Linked DNA regions of Mus musculus: all the other regions are linked to region 2. The links are chromatin contacts, called in public promoter capture Hi-C maps. All regions are on one chromosome and are shown on one strand. Each heading gives the region's core, a stretch centred on a gene start, on an enhancer-like site or on the middle of the called end of the contact. The rest is flanking DNA. Distances are from core to core; before and after follow the strand shown. Region 1 holds the start of 2900052N01Rik (RIKEN cDNA 2900052N01 gene). Region 2 holds the start of Ttc12 (tetratricopeptide repeat domain 12). Region 3 holds the start of Arhgap20 (Rho GTPase activating protein 20).

What was found. Promoter capture Hi-C pulls out the DNA fragments that hold promoters and counts their contacts.
Region 1: a contact with region 2 is called in a promoter capture Hi-C map of liver, with 4 times the contacts expected there. The contact joins the promoter of 2900052N01Rik here to the promoter of Ttc12 in region 2. A contact is called at or near these places in 2 of 39 promoter capture datasets (liver and pre-B cells).
Region 3: a contact with region 2 is called in a promoter capture Hi-C map of pre-B cells, with 4 times the contacts expected there. The contact joins the promoter of Arhgap20 here to the promoter of Ttc12 in region 2. A contact is called at or near these places in 2 of 39 promoter capture datasets (liver and pre-B cells).

The regions. Positions count from the first base shown.
Region 1 is chr9:46,912,278-46,914,977 of GRCm38.p6, forward strand. It overlaps 2900052N01Rik (RIKEN cDNA 2900052N01 gene), which reads left to right and starts at 1,326. Exons shown (of 4, transcript NR_015605.1): 1 at 1,326-1,469.
Region 2 is chr9:49,484,867-49,487,566 of GRCm38.p6, forward strand. It overlaps Ttc12 (tetratricopeptide repeat domain 12), which reads right to left and starts at 1,359. Exons shown (of 22, transcript NM_172770.3): 1 at 1,280-1,359.
Region 3 is chr9:51,763,821-51,766,690 of GRCm38.p6, forward strand. It overlaps Arhgap20 (Rho GTPase activating protein 20), which reads left to right and starts at 1,531. Exons shown (of 15, transcript NM_175535.4): 1 at 1,531-1,791. The coding sequence starts at 1,687. It overlaps Gm40520 (a long non-coding RNA gene), which reads right to left and starts at 1,608. Exons shown (of 3, transcript XR_870739.3): 1 at 781-1,608.

The sequences.
Region 1 (2,700 bases), core at 76-2,575, 2.6 Mb before region 2:
GAGACGAGGTTTCTCTGTATAATCCCTGAGTGTCCTGAAAGTAGACCAGGCTGACTTCCAACAAAGAGATCCACCTGCCTCAGACTGCTGGGATTAAAGGTGTGTGCCACCTCGCTCAGCTCCAGAGGGTGTCTTAAGGGCTGTAGACTGTACATCTGGTGGTGATAGGTTCATGTGGAGTTCATTACACTGCATACTGAAGAGCTTTTCATTTCACTGATTACATTATACCACAGTTTATAAAAGGAGTGACGAAGGAGGAGGCGCTTTCTTAAGAATTCCTTCTGAACTCCTGGCTCGAGCTGTACCTAAAGGTGAGACATCTGCACAGACAGCTTGAGTTACTCAGACACAGTGTGGGAAGCACCATCCTGCTCTCCAAACCCCACTCCTAGAAGAGGCCACACAGGTGTGCTTTATTGAAGTTTCTGGCCTAGCCTTGTATAACTGTGTATATGTGGAGGGAGGGGGTGAAGAGGGAGGGGGAGGGGAAGGAAAAGAGGGGGAAGGGAAAGGAGAGGGAGAGGGATGGGGGAGGGATATAGGGGTGTAAGAGAGAGAGAGAGGCAGAGAGACAGAGAGACAGAGAGACAGGGACAGAGAGAGAGAGAGACAGGGACAGAGAGAGAGAGGGGGGGGAGAGAGAGAGGTGAGAAATTGGGATGAGGTTCTTGTGAGGCTCAGGGTTCCCATCTTCCCCAGCACGGCCAACTGGATCAGATTAGAGGCACCAGAACGGAAGGAGTTTGAACACTTCCCAAGAGGGTGCTCCAGAGCCTGGGGTACTGGTCTCTTGAGACCTTAAGGTAGGGGTGAGGGGTGTTAAGATCAAAAATGCCTGTGCCTTGCAGCACGGGACACACCTGAATTTTTTCAGCCAAAGTTGTTAAAAAAAAAAAAGGTTCAAATGAAAGTTTTCCTGGGGATTACATAACACATGGTACACAGCCAGCAGCATGGGGAGGTGTTGTCAGTACCCTTGAGATGCAGGAATCCCTTTGGCTCCCAGGGCCCCTGATGCAGAGGAATTGGGATCTTGTGACTGGGGCTTACGTAGGTCAGTTTCTCACAGGGTCAGGCTTGGGAACACTCTGCATTGTGGCCTTGTCACAGAGGACAGATTCTCAAGGAGGAACAAAGGGGCCTGGGAACCAGGCCAGGGTGGAAAGCACCCTTTGGGGGGTTCTTTAGCACTTGTTAATTGGTCACCTCGTTAGCAGCCCATCTGCAGCAAGTGAGTGGTGCTGGGGTGCTGGGGAGGACCGTCCTGGCCAGCAGGGGCCTCACAGTCTAGTAATAAGGACACAGCAATTACAGGAACTTCTAGAGCCAGTTCTCTTCAGGAGCATGCCAGGCTGAAGCTTTGTCCTATGGAGAAGCAGAAAAGGTCAGAGGAGGAGAAAGAAAGAGCCCTTCCCGGTCAAGGAGCCAGCCAGGGAGGGAGACAAAAGGAAGGAGGCTCCATGGAGGTGAGGAGCTAAAGAAGAGGTGACATTTGGATGCCTCTCAGATGAGAGGCAAGAGATAGTGACAATGAGGTCACTAGGCAGAAAGAAACTGCTGAGGGAAGAGGGTCTGAGGCTTGGTACTGTGCTCCACAAGAGCTTGGGCATGGGGGAGGGGAGGGGTGGGGTGGGGTGGGGTGGGTGGGGGAGGGATTGTTTCCTGCAACCAGGCTGGGAACAAACCTTCTGCTGGTCTCAGTTTCTCCACACTGTCTGGATCTGATGCCCTTTGGGTCCCTCCATGCTGTGCAGGCATGTGAAAGGGAGGGAGCAAAGGTTCACATTGACCCCTTACTCTAGGGTGAAGTCCCATGACCAGGTCGGAGCAGTGAGCTGTGATCACTTATAGCGTCATTTCCAGGCCCAAGCATACAACAGTTCCAACCGTCGCTTCTCCCTTGGGATGAATTGTGAAGCCCGGGTCCTTGAAAGGCTTAGGGGTAAAAGAAGCTTCTGCTGAGCTTATGAGATACTTGTAGGCACAGAAATTCCCCTTGGCCTATTTGTTTCGGGCTTAAGTATAGCCTGGCCTGACCTGGCCTGACTGGTGGGTCCTTGAGCTCCAAGTTTGTGGAGGAGAGCTTTGATGAGCAGCAATCCCAGCCTGGGCCCTGGGTCTGAAGCAAGTGTGGTCTGCACAGGCTCCCAGGCTGTGTAGGTACTGGGAAGTCCCCTGCTTCTGTCATATCTATGTAGGCCTGCTCACAGAGCCTGTACACGGAGAATAAAGGGGCACCTGTTTACTTGATCAGATGAATCCGGGGAACTGGGAGAAATGGCAGTCTGTGAGATCTGAGCCCCAAAGATAGGGTAGAGAGATTGGCTAATCCATGAGTGAGCCTGGCCTGCCCTGCCTGGTTGATTCCTGCAAGGAATGGGTGGGACTACAAGCAATCCTTGTCCCACCTTAATACCTCAGAGCCTGCCTGGGCTTGAACTCCAGGGCTGGATGGAAGATTTTCTCCTCACTTCTTGACCATCCCTGGAAGTCAAGGTATGAGGTCAGTCCCCCATGGAGTCACCTCTCTCCCAGAGAAGAAATAAGACCAGCACAATAAACTCAAGCTCTGTCCAGACAGCTTTAGAACCACTATGTGAATGTATGTATGCATGCTTCTGTGTGTGTATGTGTGTGTGTGTGTGTGTGTGTGTGTGTGAGAGAGAGAGAGAGAGAGAGAGAGAGAGAGAGAGAGAG
Region 2 (2,700 bases), core at 109-2,608:
CCCTCTGACTGCTGTTTAAGGCCAAGGGACAGTTATTATTTGTGGCCACACTTCCGGAGAGCTGCCAGCCCTGCCTCTGCTGGGGGGAAATGCTCTACAATAATTCCTCCAAAGCTAACCACCAACCACTGTGATTTAGGGACCTGATGGCAAAGGAAGCTGGGAGAGGAGCCGACTTATTGCCAGGGCTGGGGGACGAGTGTGGTCTTCCAACTTTGGCCATGACAGGTGTGCCTAGTCGGAAGCTTGGGCCAGGCAAAGCACAGGATAAGTAGGGAGAAGACTACCTTCATGAACATGTCCACACTCCATTAAAACCGTTGCCTCCGCCCTGTTTCTGAGGATGAAGAGGAGGTGCCACAGTGCACCAGCGTCTGCTTTTCAGTACTCTACCAAGTACATTAGCTTTATTACACTTGATTTTGAATGTGAAGACTACATGATAACCTCGGAGGTACCCAAAGGCGTATCCACACAACCTAAAGATCACCAGAAGGATAAACTTCCCCAGCCTTGGCCCACAGCGAGCCGCAGCTCGTTTGGGAGCGCCCCCTAGGTATGCATATTTTAAATACACTATACTGTGGTTCCAGCTTGCAGACAGGCGGCTTGGTAGTGCAGTCAGACAACTGCGAACTAAAACTTTGACATGCACAATTAGCCCGTGAGTCCCAGTTTCTCCGTCTACGTTATGGAAATCATAATGCGAACCCAGAGGACACCACGGGTCTGACTGTAGCACCCTGAACGTGGATGCGTGATTAGTCAGGCTTCTTTTATCTAGAAAACAGCCTTGGCATATGGCTCAAACAGCTAACACTCCCTAGGAATGAGATTCACATCGGGGGTGGGGGTGGGGGTGAGGTGGGGGGTGGAGGAGGGAATTAACTCGTGCAGAGCTACAGGCTGGCCTGAACCAGGCGCTTCATGGACGGAGAAAGCCAGTCTTTCTGGAACAGTACACCCAAGCCAGAAGGGTCAGCAGGAACGCAGAGCCAAGGCTCCCTGGAAAGGAGCAGAGCGGCGGTGGGGTGGAGGACCCACACCCGAGCCCCACCCTTCGGTACTACACAACTCCATGGAGGGAGGGCGGGGACAGCTGTACTGTTGCCAGGCAACCGCTCCCCAGCGTCCTGGCCCTGTGCTTCCAGGGTTGGTCTCAGCCTGCAGCTGGTACTGGATCAAACTCAGGGCCCGAGTCAGTGGCCTCTGTCAACTCTAAGCCCAGGCCAGGAACAGTTCCAAGATAGATTCCCCACGGCCACCCGGCTAGACTGACCTTTAGTGCCCAGGATCGGACGGGAAGTGGAAGCTGAGGACAGGCTGTGACTGGCTTTCGCTGGGGAGAGGCGGGGCCTTGGAGAGGGCGGGGCCTCTCGTGACCCAAAGAACGCGCTGCCCCGTTTGAAGCTGGGATGTCCCACCCAGAAGCAAGTTGGTGCCGGCTGGTCGCTAAAGCAACGTCAGTGAAAGCCCTTCCACTCTGGAGCCGCGAGGGTTCTCCCAGTTGGTTTCATATCTTTAGTCCCATAATGTAAAGGCTCCATCCAGCGTACTTCGGTGTGAGTCCAGGTTTGTTTTTAATGACCAATGTATGGCCTCCAAGGCAGTACCGTCTCTTTGATTCTCAATTTTTCTCGTAAATGAAATGGAAAAACGACACTTTTCCGACAAAGCTATGGTTAAGGGGGCTGGATCCTATCTAGCTACAGAAGTGAGTGATATACAAACAACAGTAGGATTTAGGGTAGAGAGAGCACATCACAGGGAATGGAAGAGTGGTGAGTCCTGAGCTCTAAAATGTGGGTAATGTAGATCAGTCAAAACCAGAATCTACAAAAAAGTGCCTGAGGCTAGCCAGTGGCCAGGCAAGAACCCAGGTAAGAAGAGGCGATGGGAGTTCCAGAACTACTGGCCGAAGAAGGGACAGACTCACTTGCACCCAGGACTGCCTTGGATAGTGATGCTCAGTAGCCACAGACTGGCTGGCTGGTGCGTCTTCAGAAGCTCTTTCTGTCTGACGGCTTCCATTCCTGTTGCTATGGAGTGCAGCTCTGCCCTCCCCAGTCCCATAAGCCCATGTGTTATAGGACTAGTTCCCATTCCTTAGGACCAGAGGTTTGCCTTTGTTTTGTCTTTTTGTTTCTAGCACGTGGACTTAGATGAGCAAATGTGCCTACAGAAACTGTCAAGTATGCTATTCCGGATGGAGAAAGGATAAGAGAGTTGACAGTTTGCATCAGGCTTCCAAGGGCCATCTGTCCTGAAGAGTAAGATTACAGTGGTACAGTCACAAGCCACTTTGCGGGGACAAATCTTACACTTGATAGATTACTAGGGTTTTGTTTTGTTTCACTTTGCTTCTTTAGCTGGTCTGTGTGTGTGTGTGTGTGTGTGTGTGTGTGTGTGTGTGTGTATGTGTGTGTGTGTTTTGGATGCTATACCTTTCTGTGGCCCTGCATAGCCCAAAATTCACTTTGTGGCCCAGGGTGTCCTCGAGCTCAAGGTGATCCTATTGTCTCGGGTGCTGGGATGGCAGGTGTGTGCCACCAAACTTACCTCGGATTGGTCAGAAGTCCTAAGTGACCCCAGAAAGTCAGTCACCTGGCAGCAAAGAGTCTCATGCTCTTTTGTCCAGGCCTATGTAGATTTTACTTTTGTGCCCTGGTAACTTGATATGGCCAGTGTGGTATACAGATA
Region 3 (2,870 bases), core at 281-2,780, 2.3 Mb after region 2:
TTGGGCTAAGTGAACTATTTGGAGATAAAAGAATTGAAACAAACAAACAAACAAACAAACAAACAAAAATGAGGCAGATTAAGAAAAGCCAGGGTGTCCATTCACCAAAGAATTAAGAGATTAAGGCACCTGGGGGTGGTTCCAAGTGAATGAACAGAACTGCAAAGCCCTCTTTAAGCACAACCTATAAATTAGTGGGTGAAAGCCCTTCTCTGCACGAGGACCACAGCTGTAGCACCCCTGATTCACAGATGTATATACATATATATGAGATTTATTAAGCTTCCTTTTAACAATGTAGTGTGATGTGACTAAAATTAGCCTTATATTTCCACAACAAACAATCTTAGGTTTGGATGATTGTGTAGGTGTGTCTTTGTGGGTGTGTGTTGGACAGCATCCCCTAGCTTGGAACACTGCCCACCTGAGTTCTGTTCCTTATAACCTGCCCCAATAGCCGCCCAAACTGCAAGAAACCTCTTTTTCTTTTTTTCTTTTCTTTCCTTTCCTTTTCTCCCCCTTTCTTTTCTTTTCTTTTCTTTTTTCCTTGTCACAAAAATAAGCAGAATCCGTAACCATCTCGCAATCACGGAGTGATATCCTTAGTGATTTTTTTTTCACACTAGTTCTGATTCCAAGGGAAGAATGCCACCTACTGTATCATTTACACCAGCAGCCAGCCCTGCAAAGTGCGAACACTACTTAACCCTGGTCTGTTCCAACTGCCCTTTGATTATTATTTAGTCCAAAAAAGAGGGAGGGGTCACTATTTGGACTTACAGGAAGTTAGGTTCTGAGCTCGCGATATCAGATCAACGCTTCCACATATTGTTGCCTTCTCATAGATACTATGCCAAGTTTCAACCTCCTTTCTGCCTGCATTTTCCTCTTAATTGCGCTTTCTCCTTCAGAATGCAGGGTCCCTGCAGCTTGCTGCCTGCGAAGCTGGTGGTGCAGACATGCAAGGTTGCTTGTCCATGCTTGCTCCCTGTGACTGCAAAGCAACAGCTCTGGGTTACCCTGACAGGCTTAGCTAGCAAGCGTTCGATATTGCCCCCGAAGTCCGGCGATGCCACCAGGGCTTCCAAATTTGTCTAACTCCTTCTTCAGCGGAGCGGGGACCGGGTTGGGGGTGGGGGTGGGGTCCCTTCCGCAGTCCGCGAAAGCGAGGCTAGGCTGGCGGCCCCTGCACCACCTTCGAGCGAGCCGCGCTCGCTGAGGCTCCCGCGCTGCAGCTGCGCGGGAAGGGACGCTGGCGGGAGCGAGCGGACAGGCGCGCGGAGCTGCACCGGAGGCAGTGGTGCGTGGTGCACGGCGCGTGGCGCGCGGCAGCGAAAGCTTCGTACCCGCGGAGGCACCTCGCAAGGTTAGTGGCTTCGGTAGCGCCAAGCGCTGAGAGCTCGCTCCCGGCAGTGTGCACGGGCGGCGCGGGGAGGGCGGAGGAGGCGGGGCGGACGCGGAGAGGCGGGGCGGGCCGGGGCGGGGCTACGTGGACGGGCGGCCGCCCGGAGCGCTTGCTGCAGCCTGAGCAGAGTGCGGCGAGCGCGACGAGCGCGGCGCGGGCGGCGGTCCATGGCCCCGACGGGAGGCGCGCCGCCCGCACCCGCAGCTCGGCGTCCGGCCTGAGCGGACCGCGCCGCGCAGCCACCCGGTCCTCGGCTTGGGCTTAGCTTGCAGATCTTCTTCATGGAAGCGATGTCTCCGCAGCAGGATGCTCTAGGGGCGCAGCCGGGGCGCTCCTCCTCGCTGACAGGCATGTCTCGCATCGCGGGAGGCCCTGGCACCAAGAAGGTGAGGACGCCCGAGCGGGAGGGCCCCTCCATGGGCTCGCGCCTTCCACGGGTGCCTGGTGCTGAGAGGGGTTAACGGTCCCCGCGTGGGGTGGGAGGGTCACCTCCCGGGATCCCCGCTGTCTTCTCTGGTGGAAACGGTCTCGGAGAAGCCCGTTGCCTCTCCATCTCTGACCCGGGGAGTGCCTCCCTGCGAGCCTCCCGAGGTAGTCTTAACCCGACAGCCTGAGGAAGGTAGGCGGCCCCGGAGGGGAGGGATGATGCGCCCACCCAAGGCCTCCAGGGGATGTCGGAGATGGGTGCCGTGGGCTACACTGTGGGATCCGGAGGTTTGACTCGGCCTAGATCTAGGCTGGCTGGCGGTGGGCGGGCAGTTTCCGGAGGTCCCAGCGGGGCATGGGGGGCTTGGCTCAGAACCACCCCCTGAGAAGGGACGTTTGCATTTGCCTGTGGGGGCGGCGCCCTTGTTCCCTGACACCCGAAGGACTGATCCGGGTAACTACTTGTAGCTTTTGCTGGTGATTGACTGGTCCACGGTGCAGCGGGAGGATTTCGATAGAGGTCAGGAGTCTGCAATAGGTCCCGGAGCAAGTGCACGTGGGCCGCGAGCTTCTGAGCTCCTGGGAATTGATTTGGGTGCTGTAGCCATGGGTGCCCCCTTCCCTTCCTCCAGCACTAAACCTTCAGATATTTGGCCATATTTGTTCCTTACAGTGGTGTCGCCTTCTCCAGCTTCTGTGGAAACAAGTTGGGATGAGAGCTCATTCTAGTTCTTCCCTAACAAATAATGTGAAAACGTTGCATTACTATAATTAGAGACTCACAGGGATACACTGGCTCCCTGCATGTCCGGATTTTATGGCTTTTCATTAATCTTCCCACTAGAATGGTGGCTTGGCTGGAGGTGAAAGAAGAGAGGTGATAGCTGTATAGAAATGTATGTGAGCTCCCAAGGACCTTGGGCCTGTCACAGAGCCCTCTATGGGTGTCTGTGAACTTGATGGATGGGCAGTAGTGGCGGCTCAGCCTTTGATGTATGGAGGCTGATGTTTGCCCTTGTGGGTTTTTTCACCCTTCAGA